2 separate regions of the Zea mays genome follow, and region 2 is linked to region 1. A link is a contact called in public Hi-C data. All regions are on one chromosome and are shown on one strand. The core of a region is the stretch at or near the end of the contact, and the rest is flanking DNA. Distances in the headings are between cores, read along the strand shown. Region 1 holds the start of LOC100279316 (SNF4). Region 2 holds the start of LOC103641608.

Region 1 (6,292 bases), core at 1,732-4,231:
TAACTTGAATGTTTCTCTGCAACTGCATAGCAAATGATAATTAGTAAGAACATAAAATCCTTCCAAGAAGAAACAAAGTAATTTATTCCACCCACCTTTCTCAAGATTAAAACAAAATCTGATGCAGTGAGCATGCCTGTTATGGTTCCCTGACGGTCATCCCAAAGAGGAACCAGAGCAAGACCCTATGAGACACAAAAGGTTTGAAGCTATTCTTAAATTATTAAACTGATGCCACGTATGCAGTGCAGATGAAAGAAGTGCCTGCTTCTAGGAGCGATTTTGTTGTGTTTTTAAACTGCAAAACATAATAGGAAAACAAATTAAACTGCTACTTAAAAAGGCAAATAATTGCTAGCACACCTTTAAAAATTCTTCAAAATGAAATTAAAAACAGAGCAAAGTTGAAATGAGAGCAAACAAGCACCATAGAGGGAAAGTGAACTATTTGAAGCAACTCTAGCAAGCACAGTAACATACATACCTCATCATGCATTATTTTAAATGCTTGTTTAACAGGAAGCTGAGTGTCCAAAACTGTTAACTGAAATGTTCATATGAAATCCGATTATACACATAGTCTAAAGAGAAGTGCTGGCTTGCAAGAAATAAACCTAACCTTGCTAGAAAGGGGAACAACGTCATATATGGTATTGTGTAATAATATTCCAGAGACCACATGGCGGATAACTGCTATTTGCATGCTTGGGTTCTGAGATGATGGCTCCGGGGGCATCTTTGTTTATTTAAGGCCACAGTAAATAACAGACCATTAGTTATCAGGAATATGGAGAACAAGAAAATATAATGTTAAACTTCTGAGACATACTGTTTTCAAAATGGTACCCTTATCCATATTAGTTCCTCTGATAGAAGGCTCTGGCTGCACAACAGGTTGTACATTGTTTTCCACAAGCACTTCATTGCTGATCAGTCCATATTCATCACGTACAAAGGGTTTTGTCTCATCACACCTCCAGACACCATCAACCAAAAACCGGTACTGAATTGCACAAAAATGCCATATAAATGTATGTGGCACAGAAAATGCCACAGGAGAAACAGAATATCTTATGCAAATAGCTGGGCAGTGGGCATTTGTACAGCAAATGTGCACTACTACAGTATCATGTTCAAATAGCTTGCTAACCATTGAACGGAATCAAACCATCACATGTGAACATCATGATTTACAGAACTTGCAATAACAAGGGTGTGAATTTGGTACCTGTGCGCAATGTTATGTCCAAGAATTACATTGATAGATGAAAAAGCGACACATCAAATACACAAATCCATCGTGAATATGTCAAATATATCATGTTTCGATCAATTGCTGGAATTGAAAAACATATTGAAGTTCAAAATAGTTGTCTGGTATATGCAAAAGTAGTTCCATGTAAAGCCAACAGTTAAGGGGCATTCAGGATTCATTTAATCTAACTGCAAGTACTAATTGCTGGGGAAGAAGAGGTGCAATAAAAACTCCATGTACAGAAACCTGAGAGACAGAAGTGTGGCTGTATTTAATCATCACTCACTTTACAATGGCGTTAAATGGCTGCTTTCTGATGCAACAACTGCAATGGCATTCTACCTTACAGGCATTATGTAACGGCCAAAACATCTTGTCGGAAACGAAAGAGACAGTGGGATGTGGGCTGTCCTCCAACACCTATGCTAGGTCTGCCATTATAGGATACAAACTTTATAACACTTTATATCTAGCTATGGATAATGTTCAAGTTCATGCTATGGATACATCTGTCTGTGGTTTACGCAATGTTAGAACTCGTGATTGAACTACAGTACCAAATCAGGCAAGTTTTAACCAGGAGATTTCATCTGGCTGCTAAATTCAAATATGGACACGGAAAGTAAAGGGCCATGTAACGTATCAATAGTTGGCAATGCCTGATACCGCCCATGATCCATGTATATTGAGATCACAAGAATACAAGACGCTTAATTCCAATGGTCAGTTCACATAAGACCGCCATCCCAGCATTTATTAACCACTAACCCTTACGCGCCACACCAAAATCCAGCAGGTACAGCAGTTTGTGCAGAAATAGAATAGCTCTCCAAACATACGTCTGCCGAGAACCTCAACATGACAACACCCACCTGCCACAACTACCAACTAACCGAGATGCATTGCCACCCCACCCCACACCAAACATAGGAGAAACTAGTTCGTCATGATATACAAGCCAAAACACACCAAGCTCGTTTCTAGACAATCATGGAAAGTAACAAGCCACACTAACAAGGACGTCAATCATGCAAAACTAAAAGTCTTACTTCTATGTAGAAGGATACCACCAAGGACTATGAGGCCTAGCTAGCCAGAGCAGAGTAACAAGCAGTGGAAAGGACGAAAGCAATTAACAAAGCACAGAGCAAAGGGCGAGCTGAATCAGAGCAATCCGCGCAGCGACCCACCTGGTAAACTCCGGGGGGCAGATCGAAGACGACCTGGAACACGGCCCCGACCAGCCCCATGGGACACTCTCTCCACCTGCAGCCACAGCAAACAAGAGCAGGAACAAGGAAACAGCATTACACCCCTCACCCTCAGCCACCGAGGCCAAGCACTCCCCCGCCACGACATGGAACCTCTGCGTGGTCGTACTCACCCGGTGAAGCTACCGCAGAAGGTGGCGCTCCGGCCGCCGTACGGCCACGAGAAGCGCTGCAGCACCATGGCTACGGGGAACCCTAACGCGAGAGAGCTAGCTAGCAGCGCTGGCGGCCTCGACGCCGGCGAGACGACCGACCAAACCCTAGCCTCGCGAGACCGAGCCCATCCGCGGGGACCCAGCTGGCCGGCCGGCCGGCCCGTATTATATGGCGAGCGAGGCTGGGGGAGAGCGGGGCAAAGGGAAGCGCACGCGGAAGAGGAAATCTTTGGTGTGAAGGGAGAGCGGGGCTCTGCCCTGCTGGGGTGAAGCGGAGCGACAAGCGAAGGAGGAGTGAGGAGAGAGAAACCTGGGTGTTGGAGCGCGTGTGCGCCTGCTTACGCCGTCCCCGCCTTGTTTTGTTGGTTTCTGCTTTGGGTTGTTGGAGGGTACGGCAGTCTCGTCGCCTCGCTTGCCCAGTGTTGCCACTGGTTTTCTCGTTTCCGCCCTCTCTTTTTTTCTTCTTTTCTTTATTGGTTTTTTGCACTGAAATCTGTGGGGGGCGCTTTGCCTGGCGTGCTGGACCGACGGCGCTGGTTCTTTGGTAGGGCTGGAAATAGATGTCTGAATATCCGAAATATTTGTATTTGTATTCGTTAAAACTGCTAATATAGATATCAATATCCGTATTCGATTTCAATATAGATATCAAATGGATGTATTTGAATTTAATTTATAGTACTTTTCTCTATCCGATTCCATATTCGTATTCGAAAAAATCATTAAAACATCTGATGCTATTCGTATCCGTGAAAAAAAATATGTTTCGTGAAACCATTTCAAACTTAACTTATCACTAATTACTAATTAAAAATGATTTTAAGTTTAATAATATACTAGAAAAATGATATATATATCATTTATTAAAATATATTTATATGATAAATAAATAAATATATAAACCTTATATTTCTAGTGATATTCAATATTAAAATTCAATAGATTTTCTTAAACATTCAATTATAACTCTCCATTTTATCTATATAGTGGACACATCTCAAGGAAGTTCCATAAACATTCAACTATAACTCTCCACTTTACAATATATAAATAAATTTCTTCAAGTTTTCATTTAAGTTTTGGTACACACATTTATATAGGACATTCATTCATTTTAGAATAGAAAATTTGTTTTTCTTGGTACATTTACTATTTTATATCAATTCTAATTTACTTGTATTTGTACAAATGTCACGCATTAAATATCACGTGTTGTTGTTTATCTTTTGTTACATGCTTCGATAGTTTAAAAATATTGTTTATATAATTTTGTTGACTTGGATATGGAGGATCACGAGAAATCTATTTTAATTTAAGTTTGTTTTGACTATCTATTGACTATTTATAAACTTGTACTTAAATAAAAATCCACATATACATATGTTAAATTTTTAGGGTACGTTGTTTGAGTGGAATTGAGTAAATATCCGAATAAGAATTCAGATTCGACTATCCGTTTTGTATTCATAGCGAAGATATTCAAATTTGTATTCAAATTCGGACTAAAATATGGTAAACTGTGGCATTCGAATTCGTACCTGTGCATATTCGATCTGTTTCCACCCCAGTTCTTTGGGTCGGAAGGGAATGATTGGCCGGTGCTCTGACAGAAATGGTCCGAAAAACTTATCTTCTGTTTTTGTTACCATATTCTTTTACTGAAAGGGGAGCAATATAGCCTGAAGTGAAACCGGTTGCGGGGTATACACAAAAATGGATTTAAACAAACATAAAACGGATTAAAAACAAACATATATGCAACGAAAACGAGCGGTCACCGAAAAATTTGGCCAAAATATACAATATTGTACCATCACTCAACAAAATACAATATTAGAAGTTTAGGACACTATAAACATAATTTCACAAGTTTAAAAGTCAGCACAAACACATAAGTTGTTTTAAAAGAAATCAACAATGTGCGCAAAGGTAATAATTTTTCCATTAACATTCATCAATCATCAACCCAAACTTGCGGATATATAAGAGAAAAGGGAGTAGCTTGTAAACCCAAACTTACGGATATACAAGAGAAAAGGCAGTAGCTTGTACGATTGTACTTGTCGTAACAGGCTAACATAATAACATCAAATATTATGCAAGCAATCCTTAATCCACCATGCGATTACAAACATCATGGTTCACAGGCTCGCGTGCAAAAAAATTGTAGCATCATCCACCATGAGTTGCACAGGAGTCCAATAAAGTTTAAACCACAACATAATTATTCACCAAATCTAGTTTATACCATTATAGTTCCTAGTAAACAAGAATAAAGAATCACATATTAAGTAAATAGACCGTAGAGGATAGGGCTAAGGGAGTTTTTTTGTCTATTTTTCTGTGTTGTCTATCTCGTTTGCGCGACTTAAACAGGAATATCTCGGTAAAAACAAGATTCTAGAAATACAAACAAAAAAACACTAAATCGTTTTCGTTCCCGTTCCTGTTCCCGTAATACACTATCATGTTTTTGTTTTGTTTCCGTTTTTCTCGCAAATACGAAAACAGTCTTGATCAAAAGGGAATATTGTAGTGGACGGAACAGATTTTCCCGTTCGTTTTCATCCCTAGTTGCAGGGTCATGTGGGGTTTCCTCTTTGCTTAGTGACATTTTCTCTCTCTTATTCTGAGTCTTTTTTACCTTTTTCTACATATTTTGTGAGACCCTTTTGAGTTGTGTCATAAGAGAGAAATGTGTTCAGCAGCAAATGTTTTGTCCTATAATGCACTCATAGAGGAAATGTTGACTGTCGCTTGTAAAGGCTTAGAAAATTAAGAGCCCATGGGTTACATATAACGCGTCGTTGTAGCTTATAATGAATTAGAAAACTGACAACCTCTATTGTTTCCTAAAGTAGTATATATAGTAGTCGTCTTAATAGTATTGATGTTCTTTAATAGCGAGTTGACTAATAAAAACACATTAATCATGTGTCAACCTTTATCTGACAAGGTTATTTTACACATGTTTGGTAACATTTTTACCCATCTCATATTTTCGACTAAAGCTTTGTTAGCCTAAGAAACATGATCCGTAAAGAATTTGGTTATTTGGTTGTAGAGTTACCAAGGCAAATAGAACCTCACCTCATCTGTGTAGAGGTTTTTGGAATAGCCAAATAACTACATGAGGTTTCACCTTTTCGTAGGAGAATGTTAAAAATATTTCAACATGAACAATAATAAGGGGCGCAGTTGGATCGTGTTATTAATAGGGAGCATATAGCTCCGTTATGGATAAGCAAATCCAAAAAAATTGTATAGACGATTAATTATACCTTACATGTGTTGTAAAGCCAAAAGATAGAGTGAGAGGTGATGGTAATCAAATTTGTAGCTTTTGTAGACCGATGTGGTTTGATTGACTTCAAAAGAGCTTATGCAATGCAAAAAGACATGTTATCCTGGGGGTTTATTATATGGAAAGACTCGATGGCCGTATTTAAAAATTTGAGGTGTAGGTTTCTTTTTCAAATAGAAGTGACAGTAAGAGCTAGTTTGAAAACATAAATCTCCTCTGGGATTCCCGGAGATTGAGGGGGGAATTAAGCTAAATTTCCCCTCAATCCCTAAAAATCTCGGAGGGGATTTAAGTTTCCAAACTAGCC
Region 2 (6,836 bases), core at 2,301-4,800, 170 kb after region 1:
ACCCAGGGGACGTAATGAACCTTTCAGACCCGCACTCGCGTCCCGAACGGCGACAGAGGCGAGGTTCCACGGCGCACGGTGGCATGGTGACTCCGCCTAATCACCAGAGTGTGATTCCTCGCAGACCAATCGTAGCCCAGCATGGTGTAGAGTTGGGCATCATCAGCGTGCCATGGAGACCTGCCTAGCCCATACTTTGAGGCACGGGAGACTGTTAAGGTGAGATACCCCATGTCCATGTGGTGGCTCTTCCTTCCCCGATCTCCACTCACGGCTCGATTTGTTTTGACGATATGGCGTAGGGGCTCGATGAGGTGGTCCAGAGGTCGATAGTGCCTAGCTTTATATGCACAATAGAGATCCAGTCGCGGGGCACTAGATCGAGGGAGGTCGTATGACGATTATGTTGCAACGACCGGTGCGAATGATGGAATCGATTACGGTTTGGTTAAGGATGGTGCTGACAAAAGGGGCCCACACCAAAGTGAGTGGTGTGGGCGTGTGGACGTGGGGTGAGGGGTTGGTTGTCAAGCAGGGCCCATGTGTCGATTGGTGAGAAGGGAGGAAATTGGGCCACGCGAGGAAGCCTAGGTTGGTCTGATGAAAATGGGTTGAGGAAGGTGAAAGGATCACGATGCCAAGAGGGTGGTGAATTGGGCTTCTCAAAAATTCTTGCGAAAGATTAAACCCAAAACAAGAGCCCAACTTTACCCAACTACTAACTAGAATATAAAAGCTATGAAACAGTAAGCAAACCCTAAGTCGTCATGGCAAATACTAGCAATGCAAATACACAAATTAAATTGCTTAAAGTAAATGTGGAATATAAAGTAGGGGCAAGAAAACTCCTCCAATTTTTTCCGAGGTGTCGAAGAGTCGGCACTCTTCACTAGTACACGTTAGAGCACCTGCACAAGGGTATCACTCCCTCTTGGTCCTTGAAAGAACCAAGTGCTCACTATGAGATGATCCTTTGCCTCTCCGGCATAGTGGATCCCTCACGACCGCGTACAATCACCGAGTCGGGTCACCAACAAATCCTCCCAGGTGATCACCGAGCTCCAATCGCCACCGAGCCATCTAGGTGATGTCAATCACCAAGAGTAATAAATTGTAGACTTTCACTTGACCAAAATAAGTCTAATGCATGTTGTGTGTGCTCTAGGTGGCTCTCATGCGCACTAATGAGGTCCTAACATGGGATTATGATTTTCCTAATCACCTCACTAGACTTTGTGGACTTGCAATGCTCTAGCAATGAATGCTTGTTAATTGAGACAACAAGACAATAAATATGACTGGTGGAGCAGGAATAAATAAACCACCCAAACTAGTAGTTACATGGTTTTCTGCACATGGGCGCACCGGACAGCCAGGTGTGCCACCTGAGCGCTCCCAATGGCTAGTTCTGACAACTAGCTATTACATGGAGGAGCATCGTACATTGTACAATGAATGTCCGGTACACATCGGACATTCCTGTGCCTCTAAAAAACGGCTGACGCTTCCTGTTTGCTCACGGGTGCACTTGAGCGTTCTCTAGCCGGCTGCATAGGGCACCACCGGACAGTCTGGTGTCCCCAGAGCAGCAACACTCTATTTTTCCTTGGATTTTTCTAAACCAATTTTGATTCCAACTTGTGAGTGAGATCTTGAGTGACACCTAGCACTAGTTTTAAGTGTGAACATGCACCGACACTACACTAGTTATCTCTTGGTCAAATTACTCATCTACAACCCCTCTTTATAGTATGGATAAAGTAAAAATAAAAATCCTAACTCTATACCAAGTGTCCCACAACTCCTTCGACACTTATGATATGAAGACCTTCGTCTTTTGATTCATCTTTTCCAGTCGTCGCTTCAAGTTCTGATCTGAGGGATTGTTTTCGCTTGTTGGAGTGTAGCTCCCTGCATTGTGACCTAACTTACCATTTGTTCTGCAAAACACATGTTAGTCACAAATAATCTCATGTTGTCATTAATCACTAAAACTAACTAGTGCTCTAGATGCTTTTAGAAGGCTACTAGGCTGAGTAATTGGCCCAGGCGCAGCCGCGCAGGTAAGGGCAGGGGCGAAGCCAGGATCTAAAATTAGGGGGACCAAATTAGATTAGGGGGGCTATTAGAAGTATTTTTTGCACTATTTACATGAGAATTAGTTAAAAAACTAACATATCCTATAGATTTAGGGGAGCATTAGGGGGGACATTGCCCCCTGTCGTCGCCCCTGGGTAAGGGTTTTCTCCTTTTGTTTTCCATTTCTATTTTCTTATTTTAATTCACAAAACCAAATTCAAATACAATTATATGTTTAAGATTGCAATATTAAGTGCACAAGCAATAAAATTCCAACATGATGCAATATATAAAGAACCCAACATGAGATGCAAGTCATGTTTATTTTATATGTTAATTATTTATTTAGGGATATGCTTAAACCATGGAACACATACACAATTCTTTATAGGAATATAGTATTTTGAATGTGTAATATAATTGTAAGTTAATTCAAAATTAATATCCATTACTTATTTACTTTGAGGAACTTAACATATAGCCTTTACCAAGGTTTACTTTAATTCATATAAGAAATCTTTTTTTAATTTTTTTATTATAGAACCTATCTATTTTTGAAGAAGTGGCTCCAAAGATAAGAGATTCTTGTTTTAAAACACATTTTCAATTCAAAAATTTTAGATGATTTTATTATGTTTCCAAAATAAGATTTTAGGTGTTACACAGAATCAGAAAAAAGCTGAAACAAATACGGTCCTTATTTGCCGCTCGTTTTCCCTGCATATCAGTTTGTTTTAGTTTTTGTGTAACCGTATATTCACAACTGTTCTCGTTTCCACTGTCCTGTTTTCAGTAAAAAAAAATAATAACAGAAATGGAAGAAAGTTTTTTCGGACGGTTTTCGTCCGTTTTCATCTCTTCGGAACAGTGGATCCCTCCCCTCGTTCACCCCACACGTGTCTGGCTCCAGAGCCGTGGTTACGAAACGCTCCACTCCGCTCCGCTTTCCCAGTTCCGGCCACCGAGCATGGCACCACCCCTTCCCTCCGTCTCCCGTGGTTCGCGGGCGCTCGTCCAAGCATCCAACCCCAGCTCCGTGCGTCGCGGCGCGACCACCGGACCTATAAGTACGGAACGCTCATGTCCGCCTCTTGCTTTCCTACCTCTCCGCCCCCGTTGCCTCCCACCGCCGAGACGACGCGGACTTCGTACCCTCTCACCGACGTGTGCGCCGCTGTCTTCCCCGGCACTCACTGCTGCTGGTTCGGCTCCCGAACCTTCGTCGACTCCGCATTTCTGAACAGGGTTTGTGATCCTCTTCACCTTTTTGTTTAGCGGTTGATTCAATTCCTGGCCAGCTGAGGATTTGAGATGCTTGGGTTACTTTGTAATTTTCTAAAAATGATCTTAGGTTCTGTATTCACCACCTGATTATTCAAGCGTTGCGGTTGAAATCTTGTTTGCAGATTTTTCATACATTCCAATAACCTCCTAATTGTCCGAAGGTGTCATATGTGACGAGAGAGCACAGATGTCTCTAGAAGTTGAGAAGCCACCAGAAACGACCAAGCAGCTCAAGCGACAGGATTCACTCTATGGTGATGCAGAAAAGGTCTCCGGCTTCAAGCACCATGGCTCTGAGGTCTGCTTCCCAGGCAACTTGGTTACCGTGTTGCAAAGATGCACCGTCACTGACAGAAAAAATTTACTACAATAAAACTTATGGTGACACAGGGAGGCTGGCCGCGGTTGCTGCAGCTTGCATTTCAGAGCATTGGCATCATCTATGGGGACGTCGGGACATCACCACTCTATGCGATATCCAGCACCTTCCCTGATGGCATCAAGGACCAGGATGACCTACTTGGCGTCCTCTCCCTCATCCTCTACACCCTAATCCTGATACCAATGGTCAAGTACGTCTTCATTGTGCTTTATGCAGATGACAATGGAGATGGTAAGCTCATAAGACAGGAAATTTCAACCTGTCAACCTGCTGTAGTCACCATATTCCTGCTGTTTATTCGGTACTTCACATTTAACAGCAACATACTGCTGTTCTAGGTGGCACGTTCGCCCTCTACTCACTTATATCGCGGCACTCCAAGGTAAGGCTGATACCAAATCAGCAGGCTGAGGATGCCATGGTGTCAAATTATGGCATCGAAGCGCCCAGTCCGGAACTGAGGGTGGCACAGTGGCTGAAGCAGAAGCTCGAGTCTAGCAAGGCGGCAAAGATTAGCCTCTTTATCATTACAATCCTTGGCACATCAATGGTGATGGGGGATGGAACCTTGACACCATCAATTTCTGGTAACAGAAACAGTATACGGAGAAGTCATAAGCACATTCGTATCCAGTATTCAAAATCCTAACGTGTTTCTTGCTTTTCTAGTGCTCTCTGCAGTGAGTGGGATCAGGGAGAAGGTGCCAAGCTTAACTGAAAGTATGTGAAAAAAGAGCTCCTACAGACATTGATCAGTTGGTACGCTTTGTTCAACATGTAAATTGTTTGCTGTCACTTTTCGTGCAGCGCAGGTAGTCTGGATCTCAGTGCCGATTTTGTTCGCGCTCTTCTCGGTCCAGCGCTATGGTACAGACAAGGTCGGGTATTCCTTTGCTCCGATCATCACACTATGGTTTTTTCTTATTGCTGGCATTGGAATGTATAACCTCATTGTGCACGAGATCGGTGTTCTCCGAGCCTTCAATCCAATGTACATAGTGGATTACTTCAGAAGGAATGGGAAGGATGGATGGGTTTCACTGGGTGGCGTTATCTTGTGTGTCACAGGTAAACTTTACATCGAAAAGTGCAATTGCGATGGTAGTTATTAGTCTACAATCTCAATGGGCTGTTGTCATATGCAATAGGCACAGAAGGAATGTATGCAGACCTAAGCCATTTCAATATCAAGGCCATTCAGGTAACAAGGACATTCACACCCATGCTCTTCGCTTCACCATGTTGATTCTCCCAACTCTACCTCCAATTTTAGTTTAGTTAGAAGCATCCATTTTGCTTTTAAACTATGCCACTGTAAAGTTTTCAAATACACCCATTTTACTTTTAAACTGGTTCCATTCTGTTCCTTCAAAATAAAGCATCCGATTTTACAGGAATCAAATTCCAAGCTTGCCAAACAGAAATAGCTCACAACATTCGCTGTGTTTTCACCTACAGATCAGCTTTAGCACTGTCTTGCTCCCCTCCGTGGCACTGTGTTACATCGGACAGACAGCTTACCTGAGGAAATTCCCAGAGAGTGTCGCAGACACTTTCTTTAGATCCATCCCAGGTACTACTATGAATTAGGCGTACAGTTTTGCTTCATGGAAACGACAATGCATAACGAGCTAACATAATGTTCTAACGCAGAGCTAATGTTCTGGCCAACCTTCATTATCGCCATCCTTTCGGCTATCATCGCAAGCCAAGCCATGCTGTCAGGCGCATTCGCCATCCTCTCCAAGGCTTTGTCTCTTGGCTGTTTCCCCAGTGTCCAGGTGATTCATACATCCAAGAGCTACGAGGGCCAGGTTTACATTCCTGAAGTGAACTTTTTGATGGGATTAGCAAGCATCATCGTCACGATCACCTTCAGAACCACCACCGAAATCGGCAACGCTTATGGTAAGCAACTAGAAGGTCCAGAATTTGTTTTTGGCAACCCAGAACAGACAGACAGAAGTTATACATTTCATGTCATTTGATTCTGGGTGGTGTGCAGGGATCTGTGTGGTAACCGTGTTCTCGATCACCACCCACCTGACGACCATTGTGATGTTACTCGTGTGGAGGAAGAATTTCATCATCGTCTTGCTTTTCTACGTGGTGTTCAGCTCCATAGAGCTGGTCTACCTCTCATCCATACTGACCAAGTTCATCCAAGGCGGGTACCTGCCGTTCTGCTTCTCGCTTGTCCTCATGGCCTTGATGATCACATGGCACTACGTCCACGTGATGAAGTACTGGTACGAGCTGGACCACGTCGTGCCAGCCAACGAAGTGACAACGCTGCTTGAGAAGCATGAGGTGCGGCGGATCCCCGGGGTGGGCCTCCTTTACTCGGACCTGGTCCAAGGCATCACCCCCGTGTTTCCACGTCTGGTGCAGAGGATACCCTCCGTGCACGCGGTCTTCCTGTTCATGTCCATCAAGCACCTGCCGATCCCACACGTGGCCCCTGTGGAGCGGTTCCTCTTCCGGCAGGTCGGCCCGAGGGAGCACCGGATGTTCCGGTGTGTGGCGAGGTATGGGTACTGTGACAAGCTAGAGGAGTCGGGGCTGTTCAAAGGGTTCCTCATGGAGAGCCTAAAGACGTTCATCCAAGATGAGGCTGCGTTTAAGACGAACTCTACAGCTGGAGATACCAAGGAGCTGACCGATCCCAAGGTGTCTGGCCATGATTTGGCTCGTTGGGTCGAAAAGGAAAAGCAAATGATTGACAAGGAGATGGAGCGAGGGGTGGTCTACCTTATGGGGGAAGCCAATGTCATTGCAGGACCAGAATCATCTGCCGCAAAGAAGATAGTGGTAGACTATGTCTACGCATTCTTGAGGAAGAACTTGACGGAGGGGGAGAAGGTGCTCTCCATTCCGAAAGACCAACTACTCAAAGTAGGGATAACATACGAGATATAGGGATTATGCTGGGCCTCAAGTTACAATCCTATGTATCAACTTGGCCTGAAGTCATATAAAGTTTATGTATATCGAGAGATTCAAGATTCAATGTAAATTATTCAATTTTATTCCTTCCACATGGTATCTATGAAATCGATCTCAGCAGGGGCTATGTCCTTGTTAAGCCAAT

What was found. A called contact is a pair of places that touch in the nucleus more often than the background predicts.
Region 2: a Hi-C map of leaf shows a contact between it and region 1, with 8 times the contacts expected there. The contact joins the promoter of LOC103641608 here to the promoter of LOC100279316 in region 1. A contact is called at or near these places in 14 of 25 Hi-C or Micro-C datasets (ear, endosperm, leaf and 3 more) and 2 of 3 datasets of contacts at active chromatin or transcription factors (leaf and seedling).

What each region holds. Positions count from the first base shown.
Region 1 is chr10:114,820,370-114,826,661 of Zm-B73-REFERENCE-NAM-5.0, forward strand. LOC100279316 (SNF4) reads right to left here and starts at 2,982. Exons shown (of 13, transcript NM_001360964.1): 1 at 2,640-2,982; 2 at 2,446-2,521; 3 at 830-1,003; 4 at 620-736; 5 at 485-544; 6 at 96-185; 7 at 1-22. The coding sequence starts at 2,707.
Region 2 is chr10:114,987,801-114,994,636 of Zm-B73-REFERENCE-NAM-5.0, forward strand. LOC103641608 reads left to right here and starts at 3,551. Exons shown (of 9, transcript NM_001301450.1): 1 at 3,551-3,661; 2 at 3,754-3,976; 3 at 4,084-4,332; 4 at 4,415-4,465; 5 at 4,553-4,813; 6 at 4,894-4,946; 7 at 5,204-5,318; 8 at 5,399-5,653; 9 at 5,751-6,664. The coding sequence starts at 3,551. The coding sequence ends at 6,664. It also overlaps a transcript of LOC100192920 not described here.